7 separate regions of the Mus musculus genome follow, and all the other regions are linked to region 1. Evidence: chromatin contacts called from public HiChIP or PLAC-seq and promoter capture Hi-C data. All regions are on one chromosome and are shown on one strand. Each heading gives the region's core, a stretch centred on a gene start, on an enhancer-like site or on the middle of the called end of the contact. The rest is flanking DNA. Distances are from core to core; before and after follow the strand shown.

What was found. Promoter capture Hi-C pulls out the DNA fragments that hold promoters and counts their contacts. HiChIP or PLAC-seq counts read pairs in DNA pulled down with a chosen protein or histone mark.
Region 2: a contact with region 1 is called in an H3K27ac HiChIP or PLAC-seq map of bone marrow-derived dendritic cells, with 5 times the contacts expected there. The contact joins the promoter of Mb21d2 here to the promoter of Ccdc50 in region 1. A contact is called at or near these places in 1 of 39 promoter capture datasets (hippocampal neurons) and 2 of 115 datasets of contacts at active chromatin or transcription factors (astrocytes and bone marrow-derived dendritic cells).
Region 3: a contact with region 1 is called in a promoter capture Hi-C map of pre-B cells. The contact joins the enhancer-like site here to the promoter of Ccdc50 in region 1. A contact is called at or near these places in 2 of 39 promoter capture datasets (the C10 cell line and pre-B cells) and 3 of 115 datasets of contacts at active chromatin or transcription factors (astrocytes, bone marrow-derived dendritic cells and large pre-B cells).
Region 4: a contact with region 1 is called in a promoter capture Hi-C map of the 3T3-L1 cell line, with 7 times the contacts expected there. The contact joins the enhancer-like site here to the promoter of Ccdc50 in region 1. A contact is called at or near these places in 6 of 39 promoter capture datasets (the 3T3-L1 cell line, 3T3-L1-derived adipocytes, cranial neural crest and 3 more) and 3 of 115 datasets of contacts at active chromatin or transcription factors (astrocytes, bone marrow-derived dendritic cells and embryonic fibroblasts).
Region 5: a promoter capture Hi-C map of hippocampal neurons shows a contact between it and region 1, with 5 times the contacts expected there. The contact joins the enhancer-like site here to the promoter of Ccdc50 in region 1. A contact is called at or near these places in 5 of 39 promoter capture datasets (cranial neural crest, hippocampal neurons, maxillary cranial neural crest and 2 more), 3 of 115 datasets of contacts at active chromatin or transcription factors (astrocytes, embryonic forebrain and embryonic stem cells) and 1 of 9 other capture datasets (embryonic stem cells).
Region 6: a contact with region 1 is called in an H3K4me3 HiChIP or PLAC-seq map of forebrain, with 12 times the contacts expected there. The contact joins the enhancer-like site here to the promoter of Ccdc50 in region 1. A contact is called at or near these places in 11 of 39 promoter capture datasets (the 3T3-L1 cell line, cranial neural crest, embryonic stem cells and 5 more) and 8 of 115 datasets of contacts at active chromatin or transcription factors (astrocytes, embryonic forebrain, embryonic hindbrain and 5 more).
Region 7: a contact with region 1 is called in a promoter capture Hi-C map of second pharyngeal arch cranial neural crest. The contact joins the promoter of Fgf12 here to the promoter of Ccdc50 in region 1. A contact is called at or near these places in 7 of 39 promoter capture datasets (cranial neural crest, embryonic stem cells, frontonasal cranial neural crest and 3 more), 2 of 484 Hi-C or Micro-C datasets (both in cortical neurons), 4 of 115 datasets of contacts at active chromatin or transcription factors (astrocytes, embryonic forebrain, embryonic stem cells and 1 more) and 1 of 9 other capture datasets (embryonic stem cells).

What each region holds. Positions count from the first base shown.
Region 1 is chr16:27,387,202-27,390,535 of GRCm38.p6, reverse strand. Ccdc50 (coiled-coil domain containing 50) reads right to left here and starts at 1,580. Exons shown (of 11, transcript NM_026202.4): 1 at 1,399-1,580. The coding sequence starts at 1,447.
Region 2 is chr16:28,928,042-28,931,375 of GRCm38.p6, reverse strand. Mb21d2 (Mab-21 domain containing 2) reads left to right here and starts at 1,678. Exons shown (of 2, transcript NM_177718.3): 1 at 1,678-1,923. The coding sequence starts at 1,713.
Region 3 is chr16:25,957,357-25,960,690 of GRCm38.p6, reverse strand. It overlaps P3h2 (prolyl 3-hydroxylase 2), which reads left to right. Exons shown (of 15, transcript NM_173379.3): 15 at 241-1,407. The coding sequence ends at 333. Among named protein-coding and RNA genes, the nearest start is that of P3h2, 150 kb to the left of the region's middle. Within about 2 kb of position 1,815, at least 67 of the 459 cell types and tissues checked have an H3K27ac peak or open chromatin away from gene starts, as enhancers often do. A contact at or near this core is called in pre-B cells, where this site is marked.
Region 4 is chr16:26,232,615-26,235,948 of GRCm38.p6, reverse strand. No RefSeq gene overlaps it. Among named protein-coding and RNA genes, the nearest start is that of Gm41436, 18 kb to the left of the region's middle. Within about 2 kb of position 1,603, at least 16 of the 459 cell types and tissues checked have an H3K27ac peak or open chromatin away from gene starts, as enhancers often do.
Region 5 is chr16:28,516,741-28,520,074 of GRCm38.p6, reverse strand. It overlaps a transcript of Fgf12 not described here. Among named protein-coding and RNA genes, the nearest start is that of Fgf12, 72 kb to the right of the region's middle. Within about 2 kb of position 1,769, at least 31 of the 459 cell types and tissues checked have an H3K27ac peak or open chromatin away from gene starts, as enhancers often do. A contact at or near this core is called in hippocampal neurons, where this site is marked.
Region 6 is chr16:28,488,345-28,491,678 of GRCm38.p6, reverse strand. It overlaps a transcript of Fgf12 not described here. Among named protein-coding and RNA genes, the nearest start is that of Fgf12, 44 kb to the right of the region's middle. Within about 2 kb of position 1,463, at least 25 of the 459 cell types and tissues checked have an H3K27ac peak or open chromatin away from gene starts, as enhancers often do. A contact at or near this core is called in forebrain, where this site is marked.
Region 7 is chr16:28,444,317-28,447,650 of GRCm38.p6, reverse strand. It overlaps Fgf12 (fibroblast growth factor 12), which reads left to right and starts at 1,576. Exons shown (of 5, transcript NM_183064.5): 1 at 1,576-2,658. The coding sequence starts at 2,460.

The sequences.
Region 1 (3,334 bases), core at 331-2,830:
GCTGGGGAAGTCACAGCACCTCAACACTGAAGCTTTGCACCTCAGGTCAGGTTTTGTTTGAACTCCAGTATCAGCAACACCCACCATCAATGAAAGTACTACCAAGGGAGCACTTTGTCTTCAGACAAAACCAACACCTTTGCGCACAAAACCCATATCCAAAAGCAAGAGGGGAGCTCTACAGCTGGCCTCCAGGTGAAGAACCGATATGTCTTCCCAGTGGCTCCTTAGACTCCATTAACTAAAAACTGTAATAACCAAAGTCAAGTTAGGGACAGAAACGATGGAAAAATACCAAGACCAAAAGCTCAGCCTGAAGGCATTATTACTCTTTAGAAACAATGGAGTAGATCCAAACCTACTACAATTTAAACATAAAATCATTGACTCCTAGCCACGGTGCTTCTCTGAAACCCTAGGACAGATGCAGCCAAGTAGTCACTAATTGTCTTGGGATTTCCAAATTGGCCAGAGCGAGACCATCTGAGTCACTTGAAATTGGCAATGAAGCCTAAAGTCTCAAGAAAGGAAAAACTCCTTCACTTACACAACACACACATCCCAGTCCCAGACCGTGTTGGCCACAGATCTCTGGTGAAACAAAAGAGATCCACAACAAAGACCCCCCCCCCACCCCCCTCAGAACTTATGGCTTTAAGAGAGAGCACTCTTGAACGTTCTAGGTGTTGTCATAATGGAAGTCCAGTGCTTCCCAAGAAGGGAAAGACAGAGTGACAAGAAGATGAGCCAGTAACCAAAACAATAAAAATGCTAGGCCCCGGGGAGGGGAGGAGAGATGAAGTAAGCTAGGCCTGGCCAGTACTAGTCAATCTTATTTTCCTGGACTTCAATATAGCAGCCATGGGGGGCAACGGGGGTAACAGGATCACAAGCTCCCACCCACTCCAGCCTGGTCTTTATTAAAATGGAAGTGGGGAGATCATCTTTATAGGGGCTTGAGGTCCACCATTCAAAGCAATGCCAACCCTAAGATTTTCAACATTTTTGAAGCTAAGAGCCAGCCAGACACTAGACTAGGAAGAAGAAGTGGGAGAAGGGAGGAAGGGAGAGAGGAGGGAAAGAAAGGAGGAGGGAGGTAGAGGATAGAAAAGAAAAGAAGGAGGGAGAAGAGAGGAACAGAAGGAGAAGAGGAGGGAGAGGGTCATGTTTCAAAACAAAGGCTCCACTCCACTCGGAACGCCACCCCCTGGCCTGGGCCAGCCTGGAAGGGCTGGGATTTCTACATCAAGCGTCCACAGGGCAGAACAAGGCCGCGCGGCCAGGCGAGGGCCTCCCGCAGCCGCTGGCGGACCGAGCCAGCCCGCGGCGCTCCTAGCCCGCCCCGCGCCGCGTGCCCCGCGCAGCCCGGCTCCCCGGAGCCCGCGAGTCCCGACCTACCTTCCTTCACGCCCGGCAACTTGGACTGATCTACACTCACGTCGGCCATGGCGGCCGCTGGGCCTCGGGCGCGCGGAGATCACGGCGCACGCCCACCCCGCGGGCTGGCCCGGGTGGACGCCGGACTCTCCCGGGCCGGAAATGCACCGGAGTCCAGTACGGAGGGAGAGAGGTGCCAGAAAGGCGGCGGCGGCGGCGGCGGGGGGCGGGGGCTGCAAGGCTGCACCGCACGCAGAGGCGTGCGAGCCAGACCGCCTCCCCTCGCCTATGTGCCTGCCGCGCCCAGCCCAGGCCACAGCTCTGCGGCCTGAAGGCCGGGACCCCAAGGCTGCACCTGCCAGCTAGGCGCCGCCGGGACAGAGCCTATCTGCGCTCCACTCTGAGATTTAAGACTTGTGTAAAGTGCTTATTGAGTGCCAGGCACCACAAATCCTTATATCTGGGATTAGTGGGCATATACATACATACTTACAAACATACATACATACATACATACATACATACATACATACATACATGTGTGTGTGTGTGTGTGTGTGTGTGTGTGTGTGTGTGTGTGCTTTATATTTCTTTTTTTGTTTTGTTTTTTTGTTTTTAAAGAAACCAGAATACAAGACACTGAATTAAATTCTGGGCCCTTCTGGAAACGGAATATTCACAACCAGCAGGGAGAACTGAGTCACTCAATCAACAAAAAACTATAAATGTCTACCAGATCGGATGTTCAGTTTCGGGGGTGGAGGGATTGTGACAGAGACTTGTATGGGCTTCCCCTTCCAGCATGCCACTCACTGGTCTATAATTCTGACATTTGTGTTTCTCTGAAATGAGCGACTTTTCGCGTTTCATCCTATGGATCAGTACAGATTCATGCTCCTTTAGGAACTGTCTCTTCCCCTAAAGGAAACATTCCAGTCCTAAACTGGGTTTTCACTAATCTTATCTTTCAGTCCATTAGTCCACAAACCATGCATATTTATCAAAGAATGGGTGTGAGATCAAAACCGGTGGAGCAGAATACCTCCCTAGGCTTGCTACATAAAGGGTAGAGTAGCAAATTAGTATCTGTTTCCTGAGTGGGCGGCCACTCTCACTAGCAGACAATGAAACTAAACTGAAGATAAGCAAAGATAGGAGAAGGCGGAGAAGAGGGCAGTTTCTGATGGAAACACAGTAGCAAAGCACAGTTCCTCCTCAGAGTTAAGCTTGTTGGCAGGATCATTGAACTCTGGAATGTCAGCCCAACATCTTGTCAAAGTTCAACGTGTCACTTCAGCCACTGGCTTAAACTGGCTTCCCATCTCAGCTCAGACTCCTAGTGTGAGAGGTCAGGAGGAAGTGGTATGATTTTTAACTTGACACTAAAATTGGTTAGCAAAAACTAAGATGTAAATGAGAGCAAAAATTAGATCAGAAGTTGGCAAGCTGCTACCCACAGGCCAAACCCAGCCCGCTGAAACCCCGTGACTGTATTTGTTTAAATATTACATTTTAAATTATTTTTAATATGAGTCATTTAAATTTTGCCTTTTAAGCCCAAAATCTAAAGTACTATCAAACCCTTACAAGAAAATTTTGCACAGCCCTGTCAGAGATAGAGAGCACTCCATAAACAAAGTGTGAAGAAGGAAGGTATAGCAAAGTGGCTTTAGGGGTATTTATAAATGTCCTGCCATATATGGACCTGTTTTTTAAATTGTCCTATAGTTATAGAGAGCATTTATAATGACAGTATCTCTGCTTCTCTTTCCTTCTCTCTTTCTACTTCTCCACCACGTTGTTCCACTGGAGACTGACATGGAGCTCCTTGTTTCTGCTTCTGATGAGTGTGACGAGGAGAAGTAATAAAAGTCCGAAGAAAGAGACATGATAGAGTCTGCATTCCATTCTTCTGCTGGTATGCTAAACCCAACCATGATGGGCCAGAGGAGAGTTT
Region 2 (3,334 bases), core at 429-2,928, 1.5 Mb before region 1:
CTTAGCAATTAAGAGCACCTGTTCTTGTAGTAGAGGCCCTGTGTTCAGCTCGCAGCATCCATAGGGCAGCTCACATTTGTCTGGAACGTTAGTTTCAGGAGAACTGATGCCCTGTTGTGACCTCTGCAGGCACCAGGCAACAATGCAGTGTATGTAAATGCAGGGACACACACACACACACACACACACACACTCACCCCAGGACCCTAAAGTTTGTATCAACAGTGGAAGCTGATACAGCTAATGGCTACTTAACATGCTACTTAACGTGTCATTCTTTATAATAAATGGTGTCCGTCCAGTCTTATCTCACCTAATTCTTAAAGCAGCCTATGAAGATGTAATGGTTATCCTATTCACATGGGTAAGTATGGCAGGGCCTGGATGTCCAGGTCTTACAAGGTAATGTGAGTTTTCAGTGATGAGAACTCAGGTAAGAAAATTAAAGGGGCCGATAGGACCACAGGCTGGGATAGAGGACAGTTCACCATTGTTCCTAGGGGTCCATAGGCCTCCTTAAGTGTGTGAATCACATGAACATTAAAACCACATCTGCCATTTGGTCTTGATAAACTAGACTTGGACTACAGCAGTCTTGTCTTGAAAACCCTAGTTCCAGTGGGGACATGGGTGAGGGTGAGGGCTAAGTCCCAGGACTCATCCCAGTCATTCCGGTCTGGCTAATAGCGAGTGCTCAAATTCTATTTGCCAAAAGGGAGACTCCCTCTCCCACTCCCATCTTCCTTGTACCCTGGGGCAATTCATTGTTTTCCTTCCCCCACATTCCGCATTTGGATTCCTATCTGTCTGAGAGCAGGTTGGCTCTCATTAAGGCACTATATGTTAAGTTGAATGAGCTGTTACCCAGGCAAACTAATTACCAAGGGCAAAGGTAAGGAGGATACTTGAGTGGTTAATTGGAAGTATCTATACGCGGCATGACTGGCACCCCTTCTTGATTCGCTGATTTTATCATTCTAGGCGACAAAGGACAGAAGGTACATTTTATATTTTTCCACCAAGCAAAGGTACTAAAGTTCTCGGGATGGACATTGGAAAGGCGCCCACAGACACGTTTTCGCCCGGGACACCGCCCTAAGATCAGAGTAGGAAGACTCCTTTCTCCTTGGATGCGCTTGGCAAGCCCTGCCCCTAAAGAGGGGCGGGGGTGGAGGTGGAGAAAGAAAGCGTCCACACCACGCGCGTCAGCCCGAGTACGGACTGGCAAGTGATCCGGGCGCGCGAACCTCTGCCATTTATTTATTTATTTTCTTCCCACCGGGTGCGCTGTCCCTTTAAATGGGAATGCTGCTGCTGCTGGCTCCGTAACACCGGAGCCGGCAGCTTGTTGATTTCAGCGCTGGTGAATTTCACATTGTTTCCACTTCACTTTCCTTGCCCCCGGGGAGGCTCGAGTCCACTCCCGGACGCCGCCACCGATCCCGGCAGGACTCGAGGAGGGCAGGGGCCCGCAGCGGCGCAGCGGGCGGGGGCGGGAGGACCGGGGGCCGGGGCCACACGCGCACCTCGCCGCAGTCGGGCTCCTCCCGCGAAGGAGCGCGGCCGCCCCGAGCGCAGCGCGGCGCGGGGCCCGTCCAGAAGCCAGCCCGCCCACGGGCCGGGCTGCCCAGCCGCGCCGGGAGGCCGGGGCGGGGTGGGGGGCGGGGGTGGGTGCCGCGGCCGCCGCGGAGCCGCCGCTCGGCGCGTTTTGCATGAAGATGGCGGCTCCCACCGCCAGCAAGGCAGCCTCCCTGGGCTGCAACAACAAGCCTGCCTTCCCGGAGCTGGATTTCAGGTCTGGAGCTCGGGTGGAGGAACTGAACAAACTCATCCAGGAATTCACCAGGCACGACCAGCGGGAATACGACGACCAGAGAGCGCTGGAGATCCACACTGCCAAGGATTTCATCTTTTCCATGCTGGGTAAGGAGAACGGGGAGGATGTGTGAGTATGCGTGTGTGCGCGGGTGTGATGGAGCGGGTGGAAGCTATGGTCCCCGCTCTGGCGTTTGCCCGGGGTGTCACCCCTGGTTCCGTGAGGTCCCCTTTCCTCTCCACCGCCAGCTCAGCTGCCCCCTCCGCTCCTGCCTGCTGCGCTCGGCGCGGGGTGCCCCTCTCCTTCCCGATCGCCCGCTCTTTTGTTGGTTCCTCGGCCGCGGGGCTGGCGGGCAGGTGAGGCGGCGGCGGGAGACGCCTCCCGGCTTGGGGAGTCCCCAAGCGGCTCCGGCCGGCTGACACCGGCTCTCCTGCAACCCCGGGCGGCCGTGGTGGAGGCCGACCCGTGCTGGAGCGACAAGTTGCTTCTGTCGTGGTTGCGGCGCGGCGCTGTCACGCCGAGCCCCGGGTGGCCAAACTTGTTGGGTGTTCCAGAGTAACCCGCGGAAGTAGTCCGGGCGCCCGGAGTTGCCTCCAACTTTGATTTGCAAATCGACTTCCCTTTGAAGGGGTCGGAAGCATTTCCGGTGCTTCTCCGGGTTGTTGCTGAGCTGGAATTCCTAATTCCTTGCTTGAACACGACCAAGCTCAGAGCTCTGGCCGCGGAGGAGCGCTGTCCCCCTCGTCTTTGTGTATTGTCCTACTGATGGCTAAGAGGTGCTCAAGTTTCCCACTCTGGGCAGCCCTGGGTTAGAAAAATTTCTCCCACCGTATCCCCCAGCTCTTCACCGACGGGTCTGGAAAGATGAAGAAAAATAATGGGTTCCGGGGATCCAACCCTATCCCTGGCGTCCTGCGGTGGGATTATTGCTTCTGAGTTGTAGAATGAGCATCCGCTGCTGGGAGCCTCGAGTGTGTAGCGCTGTCATGCAGCAGTGGTGGCCCCGTGGTTTACATTCAGCAGGGCTGGACTGGAGGAGCCTTGCTCTCCAAAGGTTTCCACAGTCAATTTTTCAGATAGTGGTAATTGTGATTGACAAAGGCCTTTTAACTACAGGACAGAGTCTTTGCATTCTCTTGGGATCTAACGAGATTGCACTGTTGTTTCTTCCTACCTTATTCCCTCCAGATACCTTTTCTTGCCTCTCTTAGCTCAAGTCGAAGTGATACCGATTGAATGTGGTCCACTGGTCCTCTGAAGAATTAAGCAAGTTGGATGGGCCGTGTTAAACGCGGGAGTATGTTTTCTTTCTCCTGCTCACTCCACACGTATATTCTAGGTATTCTAGGTGGGGAATGTGGTTGAAAGATCCATATTTGGATGTTTGACTGTTTAATTGAATTATTATTTTAATTCACGATGTGGTGGGAGTCAGCTTTCAGAAAGGAGTGTAAAAGCCCTTACAAAGCCCTCCATATCTTAGAACCAAACCAGTGATTGTCAGAAAGACGGGTGTTG
Region 3 (3,334 bases), core at 566-3,065, 1.4 Mb after region 1:
GAAAGGGTAGGAAGCCAATGAATAGATGAAACATCTTCTGTAAGAGCCATCTCGGAAAGTAATTGCATAGAATGTGGGGATGTGTGAAGAGCGTACCGGTTTGGCTGAAGTAGGCTTATCCCTGTCTGGGTGTTGCACCAATCTGTGCACAGATGGCTGGCTGGAAATGTTGGGGAAGCATCTGCTGCCCGGGCTGGTTATTACACTTGTACCAGAAATGTGTCAATTGTCTTTTTGCAGGAGCGGATACAGGCAGATGAAGTGATTGCCATCTTGGATCAAGAACAGCGCGGGAAGCATGGACTGAATATTAACCCCAAAGATGAGCTATAGAAAAGAGAGTGCTCTATTGAATATTTATTTAAATAGATGATCTTATGAGAACCTTTTTATTTTTGTACAGAGCCGTAGTATAAATTAACAGGATACTAAGAGTCGTTAGATTTCTCCCCCTGTTCCCAACTTCGCTTCATTTGCTTTCTTCTGGTCTTCATTGTTTTGCTTCAGTTCATCATTCAGAGCCCATTCACACCCTCAAGCACACACCGCACTGAGTCACAACACCCACACTCTTCATGTCACACCAGTAAACATGCAACAGAATTTACACTACAGAAGTGCACACAGGCCATGTACACATGGCACAAACTCCCAAATACGCCACACATACATAAGACAAACATAAACATACAGAAACACATACCACCCAGATACACAAACACTACATGGCACACACACACACACACACACACACACACACACACACACACACACACACACAGTTACTTTGCAGCATATTCAGAATATCAACATGATCAGCCTGCACTCAGCACCCCACAGCTAGAGTGTGCCCCGAGGTCTAAAGATAGGATGTGAATTGGTCTCAGGCTTCTATGGTTTGCTGCCTTTCCCCCATCACCTTTCATGGTTCCATTGGCTGAGAGTTCAGACTCTTCACAGCAAGTTTGCCTTGTGTCTACAGGAGCTCCCAGGACACAGTCTGCCAAGTCCCAAGAATCACAGAGAACAGCATCTTTCAGGCTTGAGGAAGCCACCACTGGATTAAGGACTATGGCACGGGGTCCCCTTGGGTAGAATGTTAGGACTGGTGTTTTCAAATGAAGTTCTGATTCCCCTCCACAGTGCTCTGTAAGAGGGGACACCTAAACAGGGGTTCCAGCAGTGTAGGTTCACCCCCAGTGGTGATGGAAGAATGAATACCTTAAATTGCCCTGCCCTAGGCACTATTGCTGCTGGAGAGGGGCTCCTGCTGGTATAAATTCAGAGCTGTTTCTCACAGGCTGCACCTCAATGGCTTCTGTTGGGCAGCCTCCTCTTCCTGCTGCTGTCAGCTCACACAGGCATGCTGTGTCTGAAGTGTTTAATAAAGGGATCCTTGTTACAGAACTTGTCTTCCGATGCACACCTATTTTATCTTCCAATGATGTTTTTGTAACTATCTGGGACAACCCAGGAACACATGGACCATGACAACTCTGCCAGCAGACAGTGGTCTGCAAGAAAGTGGGTAACTTGCTTTGGAGGGAACAAGACTGGCTAGCGAGCTGGAGTGTTAATTCAGAGAACTCAAAGACTTCGGGGTTCACTGCAAAGGCTCTGCTCTCAGACCACACCCACTGTTGCAATGTGCTCCAGTAAAGGGGGAGGTTCACTTTCTGCCACTTGTGATCTGGTTAGGGCTAAGAAGACTTTGCTCGGTGGAACTGAGAAATTCAACTTCAGTGCTGTGTGCTGTTGGCCTACCACTGCCAAACCAGAATTCAGGATGTATCTCTGCCGTGGAAGACTGGGCAAAGCTCTCAATTCCCGGGTGACCTAAAGCAACTAACTCGCTTCCTCTTTCTGGACTCCAGTTCCTCTTCTGAAAATGGTGTCATTCATTATAATTGTTTCCAAAACCCTATGCCTTCCTCAAGATTCAAACTGAACATAAACCAATAGCAAGACTAATATTAGAAATATTAAAAAATACAAGCAAGTTTTTTTCTGCTAACATCTGAGAGTGGCAAGTGACGTCACCACAGGGCTACTACAGGGCTATGAAACTTTTACCCCGACTTTAGGGTTGACAGTTCGTGATATGTGAAGCAGTTAATTTGTTTGCTCTTCACTGCAAAGCACTTGCTGGCACAAAAACTCCATGATAGACAGATCTGGGCAAGGATCTAATTTCTGTTTTCTGGTTACAAGACATCAACAAAGAAATCAGACCTTGGCTCTGCACAGTTCTTGTTTCCTGGGTGCGCTCGTGCCCTGGGAGAGGCAGCAGCTTCAGCACAGAATGTGCCATCCAGCCCATAGAAAGTGGGTAAGCGCCTCAGTAGATGCCGCCACTGTTGTGTGCGATCCCATCGTGTGTCACGCTGACAGCAGGGAGTGGTTGTTCCCGTTCTGCTGGTTGGCCATGTTGCTTTACACCTGGAACATCGAAGATCTACTAAAGCATTCATTTTTTTAATCTGCTCCACATCAAACCATGCATAATTTCATTCAAATATTTAGGGAGTGCCATCGAATGACTTAGGAAAGCCAAACTCAGAAATTAGAGTCTATATGTTAAATAGTCCTGTTTGCAAATAAGTGGAAAATCCCATTCGAATATTTGTAGTTATAAGGGCTGAAGAAAGCCAAAGAGATTACAATCCAGTTGCCTCTTTCACTTTGGGCAAAAACTGAGGCTCCGACATGATGCTGTGATGACTGAGTTAGAGCAGACAGGAGTAGGACTGAAGCCACCGCTGTTGGAATAGGGGATGCAAGAATGCCTTGCCTGTGAGGCTGAAATCTAGATGCAGGGCTCCCTCTACCTAGAGAATTTGTACGTTTACCTCTTTGGCCAAAGATGGAACTTGCCTCTCTCATCCATGCCTCTGCAGGTCTAGATCCTTCCACCAGGGCCACCTTTTCCCTTGTTTACACACATGGACCCTAAGCTCACAGCAGAGTAAATAACAAAGTCTTACTTTTTTATCACTTAAGGACCATTTGTCCTTTCCTTTTTCAAAGTTCTATATTTCAAAGGCTGGTTTTCATCATCATAATACTGTATCGAACAGATATAACACTAAATATGGTCTTTCCTGGAGAATGCACATATGTTCTAAGCATGGGATACAATGCCCATTTAACAGTGGAAGACAAAGAGAGCCATGAACACTGTAATGACTGCCTGTAGACACTTCCTTGACTTAAGAGCATGGAGCCAGAGGAAGAAGCAAGATCTTACCAGAGAAAAGCAAAACCATCTGAGAACTGTTGCTCTCTACACCATCTGCCCAGGCCTAACTAATTTGCTAACAGGAAAGGTTTGCTT
Region 4 (3,334 bases), core at 354-2,853, 1.2 Mb after region 1:
TGTATGAAACATTACTCACTATAGCAAGATTTCTGGCCTAAGTCAGGAACTCACAAATACATGGACATAAACATAATCACTTAGCAGGCATCTCTACAATGTATTCATTTAGAAAAATGGTATCAATATGTTCTCCCCTAGAGCCTATGACTAGCCATAGGTTTGGACCATGTTTCCAGTTTGAGACATGCATTATTTAGTGTGGAACAGTTCTTAAATCCAACTCAGATAGTGTTGGTAATGCTCACAGTCTTGATTCTACCACAACAGTGAACACATCTTGCCTGGCAGGTCAGTAATTGTCACATGCAGCATCTAGTACAGGATAATACCATTGATGTCTTTTCCCTCTCAGTAGCCTGAGTAGCATCTTTCAGAAGCAAGAGTTTCCCAGTCAACTCACTATTGACTTCTGTGTGTCCTGCATCAGAGTGTGTAGTGTCTACAGAAACAGAATAACTCTTGCAATCTATTTGTGGTGAATAACCAACAGCAACTGTGGTAACCTGTGGCATTTCAGTTGCCCCTAGGATATGCTTGGCCAATAACTTGTAGGTAGAAACTGTGGTAAGAGCATATTCTAACTTCCCCTCTTAGACTTACTGTGGGGTTTATTTCTGTTATACTCTCACCTTATAGGTACCAATTTCCTTGCCTTTTCTTTGCTTCTCCCTCTTGCCTTCCCTCCTCATTTTGCTTTGTTTTGCTGTTTGTTTTCCCCATCCACTCTGGTAGTTTCAGCTTTCTATAATGCTGCAGGCCTTTTAGAAACCGCAAGAATGAAAAGTTATCAGAGATAACATTTTAACCATGGTTGCTGGTAACTTGAAGATAGTTAAGAAATATTTATTGAGCCATCATTATCATAATCACCACACTAGGGCCAAATCTGTGTATTTTTCCTTTTCACAGAAAAATAGTTATCTTTGTAAATGGACAGAGCTATGATAGTTGGCATATTAATTATCTCTTTCCATGGGTAGGAAGCAACAGACTTGTTTTGTAGAACAAAAGAAAGAAAATTCCTCTGGGGACTTGTTCTACATAGAGCTCCTAAGCTGAGAAAGAAACTTTCTGGGTTTTTGTTGTTGTTGATTTGTTTTGTTTCTGAAATCCCTAAAGTTTTGCTGCTAGGAACCTAGGCAGAACAGACTACAGCACCCAAGATACTGTTAGGTTAATATAAGAATCTCATTTTGGCAACTTGATGTTTAAAAAATAGTATGTTTCTACAAGTTTCCCTTTTAATAAAGAGAGAACAATGCCACAAATGGAGAAGGAAACAAAGAGGAAAGGAAGAAAGATGTTCAAATGGAACAAGAGGGGGAGGATAAAAGGAAGAAAGAAGAAACGGAAGGAAGAGAAGAAAGAAACAGACAGAGAGAGAGAGAGAGAGAGAGAGAGAGAGAGAGGGAGGGTGGAAGGAAGGAAGGAAGGAAGGAAGGAAGGAAGGAAGGAAGGAAGGAAGGAAGGAAGGTGAAGAAAGGGTGGGAGAGACAGAAGGAGGGAAGAAGGAGAGAGGGAGGAGCAAGGGAGAGTGGGAATATATTGTTCTGGGTTTAAGGTTGAAGAAGGAACACAATGTATGCTTCTAATTGTGTTCCCATGGCTCCACCTGCTGGCAGAAACTTTATGATTCGCAGTGACAAGCACTTCAGAGCACAGCAGTGTAGATGCAGGCTGAGGCAAGCCCGGAAGTCACATTCTTCCAAACAAACTTAGCTCACTCTGTTCTGAATGTGGGAATGAACTACCAAGTTTGAGATGTGAGAATCTATACATTTCTGTTGGTTTTAGCTGCATTAAAGCACTTTGTATTGTTAACACGTGGTCACTTTTTAATTTATTAAGACAACACAGACTAGAGATCATATAAAAGTAAATTTTATTGGAATCCATTACCAGTAACCACAAACATAATATCTCTATAGATTATAGATTGTATAGAGGAATTTTTATTAGATAACCATCTAAATAAGCATTTCTATCTATTCACGGAGACCTGTCAAAAACAGGTGAGGAGAGGAAAGAAAGATGGGGAGAGAGGGAGAAAAGAGGACAGGAGACAGGAGAGGAGAGGAGAGGAGAGGAGAGGAGAGGAGAGGAGAGGAGAGGAGAGGAGAGGAGAGGAGAGGAGAGGAGAGGGGAGGGGAGGAGCTCTCGTTTAACTATGAGAGAATGTCTGGAATGTCTTCCTCATACTTCTGGCTCTGAAAGGTAGAAAGGAATATACAGTAGGCTCATATGTGGCATCTCTCCGGTTGTGTTTCCCTGATTTTACATTAGTGGAATAACTATTAAAACATTTCTCTTTAACCTTTTTATGATCCTCTTACTATTTACATTTGACAATTACTGAGTTCTTATCTAGAATAGAGATAGACTAGACCGATACACTACTTATTGACACATTTATTTTTGTTCTTGCACATTTTTAATGGAACAAGAACTACAACTTACATACCAATTTTCTGGAAAAAAATACCTGTGCCAACAATACTCAAGCAATGACCATGGTAAAACCCAAATAATTATTTGGGAGTGAACAAATTTTATTGAAAACTTGTTAATAGGTGAATAAATAACCCGACAAAGAAAGGGATTTTGAAAAGTTGAAGCACAGTTTAAAATTGCTAGATGTTCCTAGAAATGAGCATCAGTCAATGAAACATAAGCTATACTCTGTGAACAGATTAAAATCCAGGAGAGAAGAAATACAATATGCATGGTACTTGATGTAAGCTCGGTTTTCATCACAGAATATGAAACTTGTGAAGCAGGAACTGATGATCTGGGATACTTGCCTGCTCCACCACTCAAGCACTATGTGGTGTGAACCCAGTTTGCATGCACAGTTGGGTGTGGCAGTCCATGCTATAGTAACCCACACTTGGCCCAGCATATTATTACATAGGATACTTCTACCTCAAAAGATTTCTTGTATTTAGAAACCCACACATGCCTCTTTTTTGACCTAGACTTTATTGGGATACGAAATCAATTTCCTAGATAAGGTGGCACATGTTTGCAGCTTGTATTGCATGGGTATTAGAGAGATTGAAACCACAAGAAGAAACAGTGGCTTTTGAAAACAGTGCAACTAGCCAGGTACTATACTTTGGTAAATAAAAAATAAACTGTTTTAGATGAACATAATTTTCTGAAAATCAGCTTAGGGGACACAGTAGCAGGTGGTGATTAATATTCTCACCACCCAGCTCCATGACTAAGGCAGACTTGCCGATGTTGTAGCTCATGGTACCCTGCAAGTCAAAAGAAATGTCTCCAGACTGACACTAGACCCAATAGGGTACAGCTGGATGACAGGAGAGTG
Region 5 (3,334 bases), core at 520-3,019, 1.1 Mb before region 1:
CTGGGGAAAGAGTGGAATACCACATTGCAAAAGAAGATACATAAAATTAGAAAATAAATATACAGCACGGTAGGTGATGAACGATTCAAAGAAAATATTTAAGAGAGATGAGCGGACAAGATCACACAATCACGTTGGTTCAGTTTAAATGTACCTTACTGTACTTTTTTTAAAAAAAATATTCTTTCCATCACATCCGACTCCCATTGCCATTCCTCTTCTTGCCACGATAGGCGGAGTCTGAGCTGTGCCAAAATCCACATGTCTTCCTTAACTAACATACCTTATGCAGGTCTGCGCTTCGAAATAATGCCAGGTTGCTAATAAAGAAAGGCCTTGTGGTGTTTGACTAGTTTTGAGAACATTATTATGAATTTGTAGGGTAGAGAGATGGATTGATGAGTACACAGAGAGAGATGGAAACTGCTAACATGGCTGACCAGTGCATGTATCTTGTAGTCAGTAGGCAGAGCCGACTAGAAGCGAAGGTGTTCCAGCTGTCCTGAGTGAACACACTAAGATGGAGCTTGGCCTCTCATTGGCCTTCTCCAATAGAAACTCAGGAGCCCTTGGAGAAATGCTTGATCCTAAGGCACTGGAAGGCAAATACTTATCAGATTCAAGGATCCTAAACATCAAGGATGTGCTCAAAGGCTGCCGGCTGGTCAAAGGAATGTTAAAACAGTGTAAAGGTGGAATGGGGGCAGTGATACTCACATTAGACTTTAATTCACATAATAAAATTCATGGATGTTGCTATAAATCTAGGATTTAATAAGTAAATGGAAGAGAATGGGCCATGTGTCACAGAGGAATTCCAACTGTAGAAGAAAATAAGGGATATAGAGAAATCACCATCACCCAAGCCTGTAGTCACAGCAAATGAAGGTAAGGAGCCTTCTTGATGCTAACATCTGTGAACAGCTGTTTGGAGAGAGGATGACACATATGTTAACCAGGCCCCCTTCCCATCACCTACAGGGACTTTCCATTGAAAATACCAATTGTCATTTTAAACCAAATGACAACTCAGTGACAGACTCACTGGTAATCTGACACATGGACGACATCACTGACTGATATTGTACCCAAGAAGGACGAAGCAGGAGTTCTGGAGCATTCTTCCCTAAAGAAAGCATGTCCACAATCTAATGTGAGTCTGTAGCCATCTTAAATGGTGGAGCATCTGTAAAGTAATTGAGCAGTTACTTGCAGAAGTGTCAAAAGGAGGAAAGAAAGGAGGAAAAAATAAAGGAAGTGAGGCTGGTGAGTCACCCTTGGCACAAAAAGGCACTTGCCACTAAGCCTGATGGATTACCAGAGTTCAAAGGGTGGAAAGAAAAAATCTGCAGGAATGAAAAAAAAAAAAAGGGCGTTAGTAGAAAACCTGGAATAACCTTAAGAGCTATAGCTGGATATGGTAACTTACATTTGATGATTTGGGAAACTGACTGGGTGAGGAATTCCCATTGGGAGTGGGGGGCGTGTTGGGGAGGGACATAAAGGAATAAACCTAACAGTCCTCCTTGAGTGGAGCCAACGGGATGACCTGACCTTTCAGCTCATAGAATTGCCAGTCTCTTTACTTTCCTATAAAGGGAGCTGTTTGTATGACACTCCTAGTACCGCAAAGTCTGGTAGATGGAGAAACACAGCTTCCCTCTGAACCTTTCCCACGACTCGAGCGAATGTAGTTTCCAAGACACCGTGTTCAGTACAGGATGTTGATCTGAGAGTCAGAAGACCTAGTTTCTCCCAGGGCTTCTCCCTTAGCAGCGAGGCGCTGAGTGGCACAAGTGCTCCCAGCAGGTCTCTGAAGCTTCCGTTTCCGTGGATTTGAAACCTCTCGTTTTCTTAAATTCGAAAACAGCTTTTCTCTGTAGAGTCACTGGAGTTTTCTGACGCGGTGTGTCAGAGGCAGTTAACGTGCAACTGCCTTCTGTTTAAGTAAGGCAATCAATTACCAGGGTTATTTCTAGTTTCCCCATACAGCACAGCCATCAGTTCTGGCCACTGAATTTACCTGCTGGCTAAAGTAGAATTGTGCTGCCCCCGTGTGGCTAATAGTGGGTACTGAAGGGCCTGGCCACAGATGTAAGAGATCCAAGAGCATTATAGAATTCAGAGTTGGAAGGCACCCCAGAGTTCATGTAAATCACCCCCTTCCTTAGTAAGGAACTGATCCTCATAGGCTTGTGGTGAGTCCCTGTGCTACTTGATGATTGACGTAAACCGGATGCGAGACCAGGGTCAGTGTGGTTCAAGTTAATTTGTCAGACATGAGGGGAAGCGGAAGGGGATATGGGAGGAGGGGTTGGGGGAGGGGCTTAAGGGGGTGAGGGGTACAGGGGGTTGGGAGAATTTTTGGATCAGGTCTACGTAGACTTGAATTTTATTATAAACACACACACACACACACACACACACACACAATGAAATAACTAGACGTTGTAAACAGAAGCTGCCCCTTGTACAAGGGTTCAAAACAGAACTGCTGTTTTAACCTGGGGAGAGTGGTCACCACAGCTGTGTGCACAGCAACTTCCATGCTGCATTTTGAGATCATTTCTTTTACATTAAACAGCTTATGACTGCTTAATGCCTATCACACCGCAGATTTTAGAAACTGCTGGTAAATGAAGACCCAGCGTTTGGACAACTGAGTCTGATCGCAGCTCCTGTCCATTCTGTGAGTGTGAGCTTATGTGTGAACAATCCAGACAGCCCAGGCTTCCTCCTGGTCCTCATTCCCTCACCTTCACCAGAGAATACCTTCCTCGTGAGAGTCTCGTAAAAGTTAATTCTTGTAAATTGTTGTAAGAAGACGAAGTTAAAACTGTCGGTCGATTATACAGTTCACCGGGTGTGCATGTTTCTACAGTCCTGAAGTGAGTTAAGTAAAACAAGCCACTGAGAGTATGGAAAGCCCTTGTAGAGCAACCACCTATCCTTGCCGGCCAACAAAGATCTTTTGATAAGGGTACATAGTAAATATGTTTGGCCTTAGGTTATAGAAAAGTTTGTGGCTTAAGGTCTTCTAAAAGTAGCCACTGAATGGGTGGGGTCACATGGATAACTGTCTCAGGTTGTGTGTATATGTTTAAACATTTGTTTAGAGGATCCTGAACAACATTTTCCATTGTGTGATGGGTAGAGGCACTAACAGGACTCACTGTATAGCTGTCCAGATTCTCTAAGTATACAACAGGGAAAAAGATCAATGGGATAGGATTGACCTAGGTGGTCTGTGTGTGGAAAACTATAGATCTCTCTGATAAATTTCTAGACTTCTCTCTCCTTTGTCAAGACACGCGAAGTCTGCGTGTTTCCCTAG
Region 6 (3,334 bases), core at 214-2,713, 1.1 Mb before region 1:
GAACTCTGTAAATTCTACTATGTGCAAGAGACCCTAAAAGTGTAGTGGGAAAGCCACAAAGAGAGGCACAAGAGCCTGCCCTCCCCAGACTTCTCAATGAAAACACAGCTGAGCTGTATCTGATGAGCTGAAGTGGAAAGGAGAATATAATTTTTGTGTGACAATATGATGATGGGGGCGAAGGACTCAGGGAAAGGGTCTGTCTGAGAAAAGTTCCGGGAAGCAGTACTGACTGTATATAGGAAGCTGGACTAGGAAACCTGGCGGGATAAAGGGCAATCTCCTGCTACAACGTTTTATTTCTGCATCATGTGCAGAGGGAAATGGACACACCCTATGGAGGAGGGTCCCCAGAAGTGACAACTGCAACTGTCCACACCTGAGTTCCAGACCCAGAAATTTTGATTCCGTTGATCTCATGTGGGGTTCAAGAAGGTGTACTTTAAGAAAATGTAAAACTATAGGTGATTTCAATGCAAATGACCCATAAACTGCTGCTCTGACAATTGTTGCTGTTAAATATGGAAAGCTGACTCGCTTTTGCAATGTAAAAACAGCTTTTTCCAGGGAAGATTTAATGCAAAAGAAGCAATTAGTTCTCTGCCTCAAAATATGGGTGGAATTTATTGCTCAGGTGCTATGTAAATTTTAATTTTCATGTAATATGCATAATTAGTGCTCCCCACCTCTTTGAAATTGCAAATCTTTTATCTGGAGAATACAAGATTGTCCTTCACCACAAATCTTACCTGAGAAGAGATTCATCACATTGCTATTTCTGCCACTATTCAAAGAAGTGCTAATATGGGGGAATTCATAAAATCAGGCTTCACTTCAGTGACTGGAAGGTGTTCAAGCCGTTTAAAAACACAATTCTCTTCAACGTGATTTGAGAGTTAAAAACCTAAGTCGGCACTACAGAGTGAGGCTTTTCCCACTTCTGACCATTAGGTGGCACCGTTCCCCCATCTTCGGTCTCTTAGCAAGCAGTGCTGAAATGATGCTGAGAAGGTATCCAAAGCAGAGAGAATCTAGGGAGTTCCTGTCATCCTGTCAGCCTTAAGGAATGGCCTTGTTTGAATTATTCTTAGAACACAGAATGACAATATTCTTTGCTCTTTACCAAGTTGCTTTGGCTTGTCTAAATGCTGAAGGTCACGTTATCGTGTTCCAGAAACAATGTAAGGATCAATGGACTCTATAGAAGAAGCAGAAACAAAGCAGCCTTCCACACCGACAAGGAGAAAAAAAACAAAAGGTAAAAAGAGAGAAAGGTCTAGAAAAGAAAGCATATGACCCTTCTAGGAACCCACGGAACAGGAAACAACAGGAGCCAAGAGAAGAAGAGGGAATCCTGGCAGATACTGACCTACGGGTTATTTTACTTTCCCCAATGTCAGTTCTCAAGGTCAGACTGGAGAAGAAAGTAGGTTATGTGCTACGACATGCTAGTCTGTAGTTTTAGAAGTTGTCCCTGGAAATCAAGGCTGCAGACTGATGGCCAGTGTCACACTTCTTCAGAGTCAACACATGATGTGAATGCCTAGCATTCAGAATACCCTTACTAGTTGTATTTATTTTGAATTGTGATTTTTTTAAAGCATTCATACATACAGTTTCTAAGTTTTCCTCTACGTATACTGTATTCACACCCTTCTCCTCTCTCCTCCCTCTAAGTCTCCTTGTTTGCCCCATCATTCCCTCTCAAATTCATGGCTTCTTTTTCTTTAGTTAATATTGTTACATCTATGCATATATAAGAATTAGCATATATACAGCCTTTGGGTCCATTTGGCACTGCTTATTCAGCCTTTTTAGTTTATAAGGCATTGCTGGGACTTTTAGAGTTGTGGGATTCTCTGGTTCCTGCATTGAGAGTAGGCTTGTATTCCTTTATCTCTGTGGCTGAACCCAACACCTGGCTTGTGCTGGCCTTGTGCACACATCGTCAGTGTCTCTCAGCTGTGACAGCAGATCTTCCCTATTCCTTCTGCCGATTTCCTTACTGGCTTGAGACACAAGGCTTGGTGAGGAGGATCCAGAATCCCCTTGGGAGATTGTTCTATCAATGGTTTATATGAAGCAAAAATCTAAACCATAAAGCTGATTTGTCTGATCTAGAAATGGCTTCTTTTATTTGTGTTTTTCTACTAGGCTTAACTCCTCCTCCCAGGGAGTTAACTCCTCCTATGGAGGAGCAGAAGCCACCCGCTTTCTGTCTTTATTATAGGAAGAACACATTTGAAACTCAGGGGCCAGGCAAGGTCTCATATAAAAGATTCAGCCAAAATAAAATGATTAACTGTGCCTTCTAATGCAGGGTGATCATGTTATTTCATTTTGACCCCACCCACTCTCCAGTAATCTAAAATATAGTTACTAAAAAGATATTCAAAATCATTCATTTAATCTTTTAAAATGTGACTTTCTATAACATGTGTGTTTATGTTTTATATAAAGTATTGTGCATAGGGTCCCCTGCATGTCTGGATGGTTTTCATGTGAGATGCAAAGGTTTCTCTCTCCTTTGCCATGTGTTCTGTCTGGAATCCTGTTTTGGCGAGGGCTTCACCGAGAGCAGGGAGATCTCAAGGTTATCCCTGAGTACCTGATGTTTACATGCCTTGCTGGGAAGATGGCTCTCCTCGCAGGTGTCTGCATCGATCTGTGAGGAGTCTGCCCGAGATCCAGACTTTGTGAATCATGTTCCTCCTGCAGCCTCGTGCAAGCCTCACCTATGGTAAAGATGGAAAGCAGGCGGCTTCGGCTCCTCTCTCCGGAATCAGGATGGATTTTAGGCAAGGGTCATTCAGCGAGCGATCTGCAGCCACTGTATTGGTACCATCCAAATAAAAGAATGCATTTATATGTAACGATTTGGGGTGGACTGGGGGTTTATTTTGAATTGATTACTAGAGAAGCCTGAGATTATTTATTGCCCTTTCAAAGAAAAGCCATCAGTCTAACCCTAACATCTCTGCTCTGTACTAGATAAGGGGTTTATCTGTGTTTACTGGGCAAGCTCTGATGATTTTCTTCCTAGCTCCTCAGACATTGCACCCAATTAAACTCATTGGCATCTCCATCTAGTCTGCACCTGGTCTCTTTTCTTTGATAATGTTAATGATCTCAATTAATTGCGTTATCAATAAATAACCACCCTGTTCATTCAGCGCCAAGCACAGGGTAACAGTGTCTCTTAGCCAGAGTCCTGTGTTTTTATCTGTGAGCCTAATCACTATGACAAGCAACGTGGACACATCGTCCAAATGAATGAACAGAACACACGAGTTTGTGGTTTTGATCTATGTTAAATACACAAACGGTGCCATAG
Region 7 (3,334 bases), core at 327-2,826, 1.1 Mb before region 1:
AAGGCAGGTTGCCCACAAGACCTTTCTAGGCATAGAGTCTCCTTTCTAGCTTTCCAGACAGTAATAAGATATCTAGGTCCCAAAGAGATGGACACACACTTTCCTGTTCCAAAATGTGATGGCGGTGGGGGTGTGTGTGCAGTATGGGAGACCGGGAGGTCATTGCTACTTTATCCAGTGTGCACTTCCTTCCTGGAGAATGCTACATGCTTCTGGTCACTGGCGAGGGGGCAGATGGCACCTCTGTTTCCTGCACCATTCTCTTCTCTGCTCACCCAGGGTCCTTCAACAAGCCAGTGGATGTGTGTGCTTCTCTTGGGGGTGGGGGGTGGGGTGGGTAGGGACTGGACACAGCAGACCCAGGCTGCAGTTCCCTCACTCTGCCTCTGTGAATTTCTCATCCAAACCTCAATCACGTAGGATTGCGTAGAGAGGAGAAAAGGGGAGAGACAGAGACAGAGAGGGGGGAGAAGGGTGTCGGGGGGGGGGGTGGAGGAAGGAGAGAGTCTGGGAGCAGTGGGCGCGAGAAAAGGGAGCAAGACTCAAGCGCGGCTCTTTCCAGCTCTCCACAAGCCCAGCCCCTAATTCAGTCCCACCAGGAAAGCTTCCCAGCTCCTTAAGAGCCAGAGTAACTCCAACCTCTGCTTGCTCCCTGTCCCACTCGCCTTCTCAGAGGCTGCTGTCGGCTCTGCCTGGAGTTTCCTGCGGAGCTAGCGCTTTGGGGGAGACAGCCCGCGGCGGCGCCCCGAGCTTCTGCCCATGAATGGGACTCCGCCCTGAGCGCCCCCTCCCGGTCTAGGGGAGGCGGCGGGGGGCGCCCCGCGATCCCGCGGCTCCCAGCCGCCGCCAGCGCAGCAAGTTGGGCTAGTTGGTGGCCGCCGGCACCTGCCTCCTGTCCCCGGCCCCAGAGTCCGCTCCCGGCCCGGGGAGTCCAGGTGGCACGCGCGGCTACCTCCCGCAGTCTCCCAGGGCGGCCTAGGGAACCTGCCTGCGCCCGGGCACCAGACCATGGTGGGCAGCTGCGACCCAGAGCCGCAGCCGCCGCGAGCCGACGTCGCCCTCCACCAGCCCCCGCCCCACCCGAGCGGACGCGCGGGGGCTCGCAGCGCGCGGTCACTTCCTTCCACGGCCGGGATGGGCGGCGCGGGACCGAGCGAGCGGCCCAGCGGCGGCCGGGTAACCCCTATCTGAGCTGCGGCCGGGAGCTGTCGACCGCCGGGGCGTGTGAGCCTGGGGTCCCGGAGGCGCGGCGATGACCTGATCCCAAGTCCGCCAGGGCGCCCGTCCCTCGCTGCCCAGGTCGCTCGGAGCCTGTGCGGAGACCGGCTTGGTGCGGCGGCTCGGGCGCACGGTGGCAGGGAGCTCCGGTGAAAGGCGTGTGGGCGCCGAGCTGGGGAGGACACCTTCGGCAGCTTTGCCTTTGGAGGGGCTTCTGTAAACTACTGAGTCATTCCAGATTTAGGATTTCCTAAATAATCACCAACTGTGCCCGTCTCATGCCGGAACGCAGGCAGTGAGAGCGGGAGCGCCTGCTCTCGGGACCCCGCGGATCCCCGGGGTGCTTGGCCCTCGAGGATCTCCCTCTCTCCCTCCCCCTCCCTCGTCTCCCGCTCTCTTTGCAGTGCTGCTGGAGGAGAGGCGCGCTCACCGCAGCTGGAAACAGCTGCACCCCCCCTCCCGCCCCGCCCCGCGCCCCTACCCCGAGTCTGGTTAACCGCTCCCACTTCTCGCCTCTTGGAATTCTAGAAGTGGGGGTGCCGGCCCCCGGAGAACCGCAGCCGGTGCGATGCATTTCGTAGACCTCACCCAGCTGGGACGGACCTCCTAATCTTCAGAACCGCGGGCCACAGGGAGTTAAATTGCTGCCTTCCTCTTCTCTGTCGCGGTTGGTGGTTCGTTTTCTAAAGGAACGTTTTATTCACTTTTTACTATATATATTTTTAAGCTGGGGGCTCGCTTCTAGCCTCGGTCCAGACTCTGCCTTGTAAACGGGTTTCTATGTATATATGTGTAGGTATACTTTGGACACCTTACAACGCTTGCGCCTCTCCAACCGGGGCACAGCTTGTTATTTTGGACATCTTTTCCCCCCTTTCCACTTGGTACCCTGAACGCAGTGTGACCAAACTCCCTACTGCCCTTTGGACGTGGATCGCTTTGGGGTGCAAGTTTGGGGTGCAAACGTCTACTTCGCAAGAAGGCCTGGGACCGCCCCGCCCCCGCCGCCAGTGGTTGGGGAAGTTTACATCCGGATTTTCACACGTTTTGTTGCCACTGCCCAGACTCTGACTAACCTTGTGGGCTCCAGGTTTTCGATACTGCAACCTCCTCAAATATTAGCACTGCCTCCCCGCGCCTGTCCTATTCCTCCAGGCCCCCGAGGTCCTGCCCTCATCCCGGCGGAGCAGGAACCCGAGGGCGCAGTGGAGCCCGGGGCCTCGGGCCCGCGCTGAGCAGCTATGGCTGCGGCGATAGCCAGCTCCTTGATCCGGCAGAAGCGGCAGGCGAGGGAGTCCAACAGCGACCGGGTGTCGGCCTCCAAGCGCCGCTCCAGCCCCAGCAAAGACGGGCGCTCCCTGTGTGAGAGGCACGTCCTCGGGGTGTTCAGCAAAGTGCGCTTCTGCAGCGGCCGCAAGAGGCCAGTGAGGCGGAGACCAGGTTAGTAGCAGTCAAATCAGTGGGCTCCCCAGAGGCTGACGCCCCCCATCCCCTTCCTTCAAAGCTTCTGGGAATTGCTCATGGATGGGAATCAGAATTCCTTTCTTCCATGCTGGCCCACCTTCTTTCAACAACCCTGTGTCAGTTAATAGCTTGTCCCATATTCGGGAAAACACTTTCTGCTTTCATCCACCGACAGTCTAGTATGAGGGTCACTTGTATAGGTGCATCTGGGTTCCTTTATCTGGTAAAGCCCTGGAGGGCACTAGTTCGTTCGATTGTTCGTTCTTTCATTCATCCATTCATTCACGCGCCACCCATTGTTCTACCCACCCCTCCATCTACCTACAGAGTAGTCATACTACCTACGGAGAGTATGAAAACAAATAAAGGTCTTTATACTCCTCATAACCACATAAGACAGTGATTATGAATTATAATAGATACCAGATGAACTTAATATCATTTGATTTGCTCTGCCTTCAACAAGCACGTGGGTTTTTTGCCTTTTAATACATCTCACTTTCCCAACTTTCCATGTTCTCACATTCATCCACTTCTACACAGAACCCCTTTCTTATTCTTCCAACCAGTTGATAGTTACCATCGGCCTCTTACAAAGTTTACTGTCCACTTACTATTATCTGCATTTCAGCTTTTGAGATACTAAGTCAAC